Linked DNA regions of Mus musculus: region 2 is linked to region 1. Evidence: chromatin contacts called from public HiChIP or PLAC-seq data. All regions are on one chromosome and are shown on one strand. The core of a region is the stretch at or near the end of the contact, and the rest is flanking DNA. Distances in the headings are between cores, read along the strand shown. Region 1 has its middle 19 kb from the start of Gm42084. Region 2 has its middle 30 kb from the start of 1700071K01Rik.

The links. HiChIP or PLAC-seq counts read pairs in DNA pulled down with a chosen protein or histone mark.
Region 2: a contact with region 1 is called in a PDX1 HiChIP or PLAC-seq map of a beta-TC-6 cell line, with 6 times the contacts expected there. The contact joins two enhancer-like sites. A contact is called at or near these places in 9 of 484 Hi-C or Micro-C datasets (embryonic stem cells, group 2 innate lymphoid cells, liver and 3 more) and 1 of 115 datasets of contacts at active chromatin or transcription factors (a beta-TC-6 cell line).

What each region holds. Positions count from the first base shown.
Region 1 is chr11:81,238,536-81,242,812 of GRCm38.p6, forward strand. It overlaps a transcript of Asic2 not described here. Among named protein-coding and RNA genes, the nearest start is that of Gm42084, 19 kb to the right of the region's middle. Within about 2 kb of position 1,961, at least 16 of the 459 cell types and tissues checked have an H3K27ac peak or open chromatin away from gene starts, as enhancers often do.
Region 2 is chr11:81,541,192-81,545,468 of GRCm38.p6, forward strand. It overlaps a transcript of Asic2 not described here. Among named protein-coding and RNA genes, the nearest start is that of 1700071K01Rik, 30 kb to the right of the region's middle. Within about 2 kb of position 2,175, at least 6 of the 459 cell types and tissues checked have an H3K27ac peak or open chromatin away from gene starts, as enhancers often do.

The DNA of each region.
Region 1 (4,277 bases), core at 711-3,210:
TGGGAAGATTGCTTCCAGAACCTCTGAAATGTTTCAGAAATTGAAAAGAAAAAGTGACTGTGTGTGTGTGTGTGTGTGTGTGTGTGTGTGTGTTTATTTGTGTGGGCTACAGGAGCGATGTGACGAGGGGTGCCGAGGAGACTCTGACTAGTCTAGGTGGAGGGTGTATGTGGAAGGGGAGCCACGCCTTTAAGAGCACAGAGGGGTGCCGAGGAGACTCTGACTAGTCTAGGTGGAGGGTGTATGTGGAAGGGGAGCCACGCCTTTAAGAGCACAGAGGCCCTAGGTGAAGGCCAACTTCAAGAGAAATGAGGCCACAAAAGGGCACTTGTGAGGAGGACTTACCACCTGACTCTGACCATTCTGTTCCTGAAGAAGATGGAGCTGAAGTGAGCGAGTTGGGTGCAGGGAAAGCTCCTGCCTAGAAAAGCTATGCTTTGGAGAACAGTAGCAGGCCTTCGTGCTCCCTGGGATCAGGGTTCTGGGCTGGCACTGCCAAGGGATGTGAGTGTTGAGGTGAAGGGCAGCCGGCATTAAGACAGAAGCACCGTGGGGCTTCCAGCTCTGTTGTTCCCTGCAGAAGAGTCCCTCCTCTTCTCTCCCCCTGAGTTTTTCTCTGATCTCCATCTTGTTTGGGTTTGAGCCTGGAGCCTGTTTCCATTAGTGGAGTCCCTGGGGCTCTGGCGCTTGCAGGACTAGGTAAGAGTGGGAATTCTCCATCAGCAGAGACAGAACAGCTTTGAAGATGCAAAGGCAGAGCTGGGGCACATGGCAGACAATCTGCTTCATACTGAGAAGGAGCCTTGGAAAAGAGGACACTGTGTCCCTAGATCCTGGAAACAAGCTTTGAAACAAGATCTGTAGGGCATGCGGTAGAGACAGCCAGAAATGCTAGGGACTAATGTTTCAAATGCTAGGGAAAGGGGAGGGGAGGTGGGGGTAGGGTCTTTCCTCTAAGCTTGAGGTTCTGTGGTTCAGAGCTGGGGTTCAGGAAAAAGTCTAGACCTTCTGGATATTCCCATCCATGCACCTTCCTGCGTGACGCCAGGGTATATAGTTTACTGACAGATGGTTTTCTTCTCAACACCAGGCATCTTCAACATGCTTGACATGGCATTAAGCACTTTTACATAGAAACCTTCTTTGTTACTTTGAGCCACAGTCCTCAGGGCTGTGAAGAATTTTCTCTGTTTTGCAGATGAGGAAACTGGACCCCAGAAAGACCAGAACCTGGGAGACTTTGTTTCACTCTATTGTAAGAATCCAGGAGCCAAGAACCAGAAACTGTTCTTTTTTTTTTTTTTTTTAAACAAACCAAAAAAAAAAAAATCTGTATTTTAAAACAGCCCTTAGGTCATTCTAAAACCAAATCATTAGTTAAATATTGATTCATGCCACTGTTTATTAAGTAGATTTTCTCTGGTGTCTGCCGTGTCCCAGGCACCATGGAGACTGTAGATATGAAGCAGTGACCAGAACAGCTGGAGGACTTTCCATTCCCCTGAGGGGAGATGATGAAAGAAGTGAGCGAGTAAACAAACACATAATGTGCCGTGCTGGACAAAGCTTCGTGATCGGTTAGAAAACAAGCTGGGGGGGGGGTGACTGTGGTGTAGGGAGTGTTTGCTCTTCTGCAGGGTTCATCTGAGAAGGCTGTAACCACTGATACACTGACACCATCGGCCTGGTGGGAACCAGGGTATGAACTGTAGGACTGAGAGATGGGCTCTTGGCAGGACATGCCTTGCATGTTCACAGACTAGGGAGGGGTGCGTGGCAGGAGCTGAGGTCTGAGCTGGGAGGGGGAGGAGGGTCAGAAAGTCCCTTGTGTGCCGTCGTAAAGACTTTGCTTTTATGGTGCATCATGTTTTTGAATCAATAAAAGGCCCTGATCTGTGAGATGGCTATTTTAGGATGCTTCTGGCTGCTGCACTACAAGTGGACGGTAGGGGGCGCAAGACAGAATGTAGGAGACCAGTTAGGAGGTGTTGGAACTCGCCAGCTGAAGTGATGGAGACTTGAACATGATTGAGAGCAGTGCCGGTGATGGGAGGAACACAGATTATTTTTGAGTAAAACTATTTGTTAGTGGAAGAATATAAGTTAGGGAAGAAGAGAGGAGTAGGAAACAGATGCAAGGATTCTGTTGAGTAACTAATTCAGTGTTGGGTAGCAATTTACTGATGTGGGAAGATGGAAGGAGAAACAGATTTGGTTTTGTGTGTGTGTGTGTGTGTGTGTGTGTGTGTTCAGAATGTGGCCATGAGATTCATATATATGTTAGAAGTCCACACAGAGGCTGAAGATGCAGACTGCTTCATGGGTCTGGAGTTAGGCTGATGTCCCAGCTAAGGATATAAACCTGGGAACTGTTAGTATATGCGTGGTATTGAAAGCTAATAGGCCTGATGAGGCTCCCTAAGGAGTGAGGAAAGGTGACAGGTGATGATGGTGTCTTTGGGGAGTCTAGTATTCCGGACACTGAAGAGGAGTCAACAGATACACGGAGAGGAATGGTGGAAAGTGCTTCAAAGCAAGGTGAAGAAGACATTTCAAAATGGGAAGAAGCAGTCAGGCTTTCAATGAAGTCTTTTTACAGAGATGAGCACCAGCTATAGCATTTAACAATATACAGCCCATTGGTCTCATTGGTAAGATCTGCCTTCATACATTGAGGTAGGGGTGGGTGGGGCTTGTCGGTGAAATTCCAAGAGAACGAGGAAGAGGAAAGCATTGCATCAGTAAGTCTGAGAGGCTTTGCCCCAAAGATGCACAGACAAACGGAACAAGAGTCAGAAAAGGTAGTTGTAGGCAGCCGGGCGCCTAAAAGATGGCGCCAGCCTCCGGTACACCGTCGCTGTAAACAACGCCACTGCGCAGGCGCTAGCCCGAATCTGGTGCCAACCCCTCCCAAGCGGGTGCATACAAATCAAAGTGCCGGCAGACTGACCAATCCCAGGAGGACACATAGCTCTCCGCAGTGCTGGGGTGTATATAAGCAGTCCTCCCTGGGTTTCCGGGGTTCCAGTAGCATCGAGGTGTTCCTGAAATAAAAAAGGCTGTTGAGAAGAATCCGACCGTGTTGCGTTTTTTCTTGCTGGACGAGGTGAGCGCAACAGGTGGTAGCATTAAATTATATATTTTCACATTTCATTTCTATCAGTTTCTTAGTGGGAGAACATAGAGACTCTAAGCATAGGGGAATGAGATGGTAGCCAGAGGAAAAATGACCCTGCACAAAGAGGGTTTAATTCCTGGGGTGGGACTTTCAACTGTGAGATCTGCTGTCAACTCTGGACCACTTCCTTTTCCACTTGTCCTACAGAGGAGAGGTGGTGCTGAAAGGAGAAGGTAGAAGTGAAGGCACAGAGAACCTACAAGACCCCTTAGCCTTCTAATAAGAAGAAGAGCATTGGCAGCCCTCCAAGTGTGAAGGAACCACCTTGTAAAGGGCAGTAGCAGCAACCTAGGTGGTGACGGCGGCTAACACAGATTCAGACAGGGATTGCCTTTCCAGACAGAAGAGTGAGTAAGCTCAGGCCATGAATGAATGGAACTCCAGAGGCTCTACACCAACTACTAAAAACCAAAACAAATCAAGACAAGATGACCGTAAGGCACTGGTCCAATCCAAAGCCAGAGGAAACTGCAGATTAAAGGCATGGAATGAGATTCCTGATTTATTTGTAAGTGTGTGTCTGTGTGTGTGTGTGCTGGTGTGCATGCCAGAGGACGACCTTGGGTGGAGTCTCATAGCTGAAGAACCTTCTAGCTTGTGTTTTGAGACAGTCTCTCACTGGCTTGGAGATCAACTAATAAATACAGCTGGCTGGCTGGTGAACTCAAGGATTGTGTTTGTCTTCGTCTCCTCAGGTATGAGATTATAGGCTTATGCCAATCAATCTCTCTCTCTCTCTCTCTCTCTCTCTCTCTCTCTCTCTCTCTCTCTCTCTCTGTGTGTGTGTGTGTGTGTGTCTCTGTGTGTGTGTGTTTGTGTGTGTCTGTGTGTCTGTGTGTCGGTGCGTTTCTGGGACTCAAACTTAGGTTCTCGTGTTTGCCTGCCAGGCATTTTACCTGCTGAGCTGTCGCCCTGCCTAAGCTTTACATGTTGTTGCTATTGTTATTATTATTGTGTGTGATGTGTGCGTATGAATGCTACAGCGCATGTGCTAAGGTCAGAGGTCAGCTTTTGAAAATCAGTTCTCTCCCTCCACCATGGGTTTCAGAAATTGAACTCAGGTTGTGAGCCTTGCTTGGCAAAAACTTATCGGCCAGGC
Region 2 (4,277 bases), core at 925-3,424, 300 kb after region 1:
AGCCCCGAGAGCTCCTAAAAGAGGCTGGGTCAAGGCTGTTTTCCCACTGGAAAGCTTCATTCCTTTGGCTCCTGTCTCAGCAGGAGGGACTGAGCTCCACAGGGACAGGGCAGGGCTGGGACAGGCATAGGAATTCTGAGGTCTTGTGGCTGTAGCAGAGAATCCTACAGCAGTAGGTTTCGGGAATGGTGAATGCACAGCTAAAGCCAAAAGAAAATTCAAGGGGTAAAGGATTAGGGCAGGCAACAGGAAGATGATGGGCATGCTGTTCTTGATAAGAATCCATTGCTAATGTTTAATTAAATTGGTGTAGCATCAACCTGCCTTCTAAATATCTGTGCTCATATCCACAAACAAAAGCTGCTCTCTGCCTTCACCAGAGACACTGACCCTTATGATGAAGCAATGAATGGCTAGAGCAGCAGCTGCCCAGGATGCTGAAAATAAGTGGGGGTCTTGAGCTATGCCCTAAACAAGACATCCACACCATTACATCTAAGGCTCAGAAAGCTTTGCAGAAAGCGTGTGAAATGCACAAGAGCCAAAGATATGGTGAAGGGCTGTGAATATCACTCTCTAAATTCAACGCAGCTCCTGCAGTAACTTACCACTGTCCACAGAGTTCAACCATGTCAACAATCAGCCATGGTCAGACTAGGGATTCAGGGACCGCTGCTCTTTACCACTGAACTATTGACTAGTGATGCATTCTTAAAGAGGGACTAATCAGCCATCTCCAGTCGTCTAGACCCTGCTGAGCCCACACAGCTCCATTGAATAGCTCCAAACCCACAGCCATACAGCCTTCCCTGGTTTGACTCATTTGATCTTGAAACACAATGACTATAGACATAAATATGTAAGGTTGTCTAAAACGAATTAATAATTACAACAAATCACAAGGTATCCAGGACAGCATAGAGCCTAGGATTCTATAGGTGATAAACCTGAAGCTGAGATGGAGTGAGACTTAGTTTACCATGAGAATTGGGTATGCAGCAATTTCCCAGCTGTGTCAAATTTAACTGTTTACAGTGTCCGGTAGGTCTACCTCAGAACATACTGTTGACAGTCCATCTGTGAACTCTCTCCATCTCTACTTCTGCTCATCTTGTTGGTAGGTCATCTGACCTTCGGGGACTTTTGGAAAGAACTTCCTACGTTCTCTGTAGGGAGCCTCGAGATCTAGGATGAGGACAACTCTAGTCAATAACAGATGCAGTGGTTCCTTCCCTTTCATCTCTGAGGAACGTGTTCTTCCTGCCTCACTCTGCTGTGTGTCTATGAGAGTTGTTCTTCCTTGTTGCACCTCCAGAAAACTAGGAAGCACACCCAAGGAAGACAACCTCCAGTTGTAGAGCCAGAGTACAACATTCCAAACTGGATGTGGTGAGCTGGGATTTGTGGGACTGTAGTAGTAGCATCGGTGGAGTTAAATCAAGAAAAGACGGGGGTTGGAAAAAGAAACCCCAAAAGCAGTCTAGCTGAGATCATGACTGACTTATAGGTGACATGCACAGACCTTGAGGTCCCCCAGACCTGTTTAAATCTTGACTCCCCACTAAATGTGTGTCTCAGGATGACTAGGTGCCCCTCCCCCCAACTCTTGGTTTTCTCATCTACAGCAAGGTCAAGAGAATTGATTTCTGCATAGTCTTGTGAACACTGACTAGAATAACATTGAAAACATCTAACATGCAATATTCCCAAAGACAGACAGCAGGTACCTAATGTGAGTTCTTTCTCTATCTTCCCCAGGCTCATCCACAAGCCGAAAAAGGTCAGTGCTGGCAAGGTGTGACAGACTCAGAGACGGACATCTGGTGGGACAAGCTCATACAAGTGCTTGCTTGTCCCCTAAGAAAGAGGCAAGAATGGACCAAAAAGGAGAGGAGAACTAGGGATGACAAACCACATCTCATGTACCCAGCAGAAAATCCTGCTGTCTCTACCTTGACCTGCAGAAGGTCTGGCCCTGCCTCTCCCTGCCTCAGTGGTGAGAACCAAAGATCATTTATAATCATCCCCCCTGAAGTCCGCCTAGCTCTCTATCTACCAGGCTACTTTAAATTCCCTTTCACCTTGGCTCTGGGTGGCAGATGCCACAGGAAGGCTCTGGACCGCTCATGAGTCATCTCCTCTGCAGTGGAACAATAACAGAATAATTATCTGCTGGTGTCATTTGCTACGTTTGGTAGCAGGTCCTGTGCCCAGGGATAGTCATGGCCACAGCCTCTCTAATGACCTGGATAGCAGAGAAAGAATGCTATTATTCTGTTTATTGAGAATTAAAATAAATCTGGTCAGAGGAGAAGCCATCCGCTATTGGGCTCGTCCCAAAAGCAATTACCTGTAATTCTGCCGCTTCAGGGAAGTGAGTCACTAGTGTTTGAGGACCCAAACCATTACCCGCAACCAGAGAAGGCCCAGAGGAGATTAATCAGAATATTTTTCACAGGACCACATCTACCTCACCTCCTCTCATTTTGAGTTCAATTTACAGCCTACATAGCCCTTTATAGGTGCAAAGAGAGGGAAGTGTGTGTGTGTGTGTTTGGGGAGGCATGGGGGTTAATTGGAAAATTCTGCAAATCACCTTTAGCAAAGGGAAGGCAGCCCGCTAGCCTGTGTGCTCTGGTGTTTCTATCTCTGGCTGAGCTGTATTTGGGCTCCAGAGGACTTATTGTTGGTTTTGCATATTTGTGTGTGCTTGAATTAAAGATATTTAGGTAATGGATTGTTGTTCCCACCTGGCTCGCACCAGGATCCTCTGCCAGGATGTTGCAAGACAGCCTTGTAAAAATACTGGACTGCAAATCATTTTCCTTAAGAAAAATAGATAAAAGGGAAAGAAAGGTCTCTTAATGTTACACCTGCTCACCAGGTGTATCTACCAGGGTAGATCAGTGTCTCAGCCCCATGTCTTCAAATGACCTTTGTACAGAGGTGGTGTGCTTGCTCTAGTGGTAGGGAAGAGGTCGGCATCAGAGCCAGGGTTTGGAAATACTATAGAGCCCACAGCCGCATCTGTGCTCTGCGCTGGCAGCATGGAGCTATTACTGCCATGATTTTGTTTACAGTGGCTCAAATGTCAACGAATCATCTGTGGGTCCGTTTATTTTGAATGGATGAGTTGCTTTCTTGATCACTCTGCTCTAGCAAAGGTTACTGTGTGTAAATCCGAGGACTTTCAGATAACTGTGTTCGGCATACTGATACCACTCAATATGAGGTTTATCTGTCCAAATGTCCAGTTCCTAGAGAGGGAATTCAAGATCCTGAAAGTTGCTTTGAGGGACCTAGACTGTGCCCAAGGTGGCTACAGGGAGTGTGTGGCAGTGAGAAGGGCAGCAACCTGTCTAATGGAGCTCGTAGTGCTATGATTGTTAACGTGAGAGATGCACAGCTGTTCCTGTCTGTACAAAGGTCATTTGAAGCCATGGGACTGAGACACTGATCTACCCTGGTACATCCTGCTGATGTGCTTGACAGGTTATGGAAGCATTAGAATGTGGCTTCTCTTTGGTACCCAAAAAGGAGCCTGGCAGAGATCCCTTGCCAGTATGTATACCCAAATAAGATCTCCATGTGCTGTTTTTTTTAACCCTGTCTTCTTTAGATTAGATTTCTGATTGTGGTGATGGAAGGTTCTGAAGCAGCCCTGGATTTTACCCATCAGGTTCCAGTAAACTCCTCCAGCTGTAACAATCAAATGTGTCCCCATGACAAGCACACAGTGATGAATAATTCTCTTTCCCCCATCCTCCAGGCATTTCATTATCATGTATGCTCTGAAGGTGGCCAAGCTGTACCAATGCTCTGTTTTCCTACATAAATAACATGCTGAATGTGGCCTTATAAAAGCCATGTAACACCCAATTCTGTGCACTCAGTAACTGTCACCTGATGTATGTGTGTGGAGGAGGGGCATGGCTCTCTCTTTGCAGATAAAATCAAGCTAAGGTCTTATGGTAACATCTCATTCTGGATTAACCTAATGAGCCTCAATCCAATGATTCTGTCTTCATAAAAGACAGAAGGAGAACCCCAACAACATACAGAGAAGACCATGTGGTTGAGTCAGGGAGAGGCAAACCAGAAGCCAAGGGTCCAAATAATGCCAACACCAACAGCAGCTAGATAAGGCAAGGGAAGGCGCTCCTGCTGACCCTCCAGAGGAACAAAAGCCTACTCAGATCTTACTTGCAAATGTCTATCTTTAAGAACTCAGCAAAACTCAACCCCCAGTGTTTTATAAGCCACCCAGGCTTCCCATT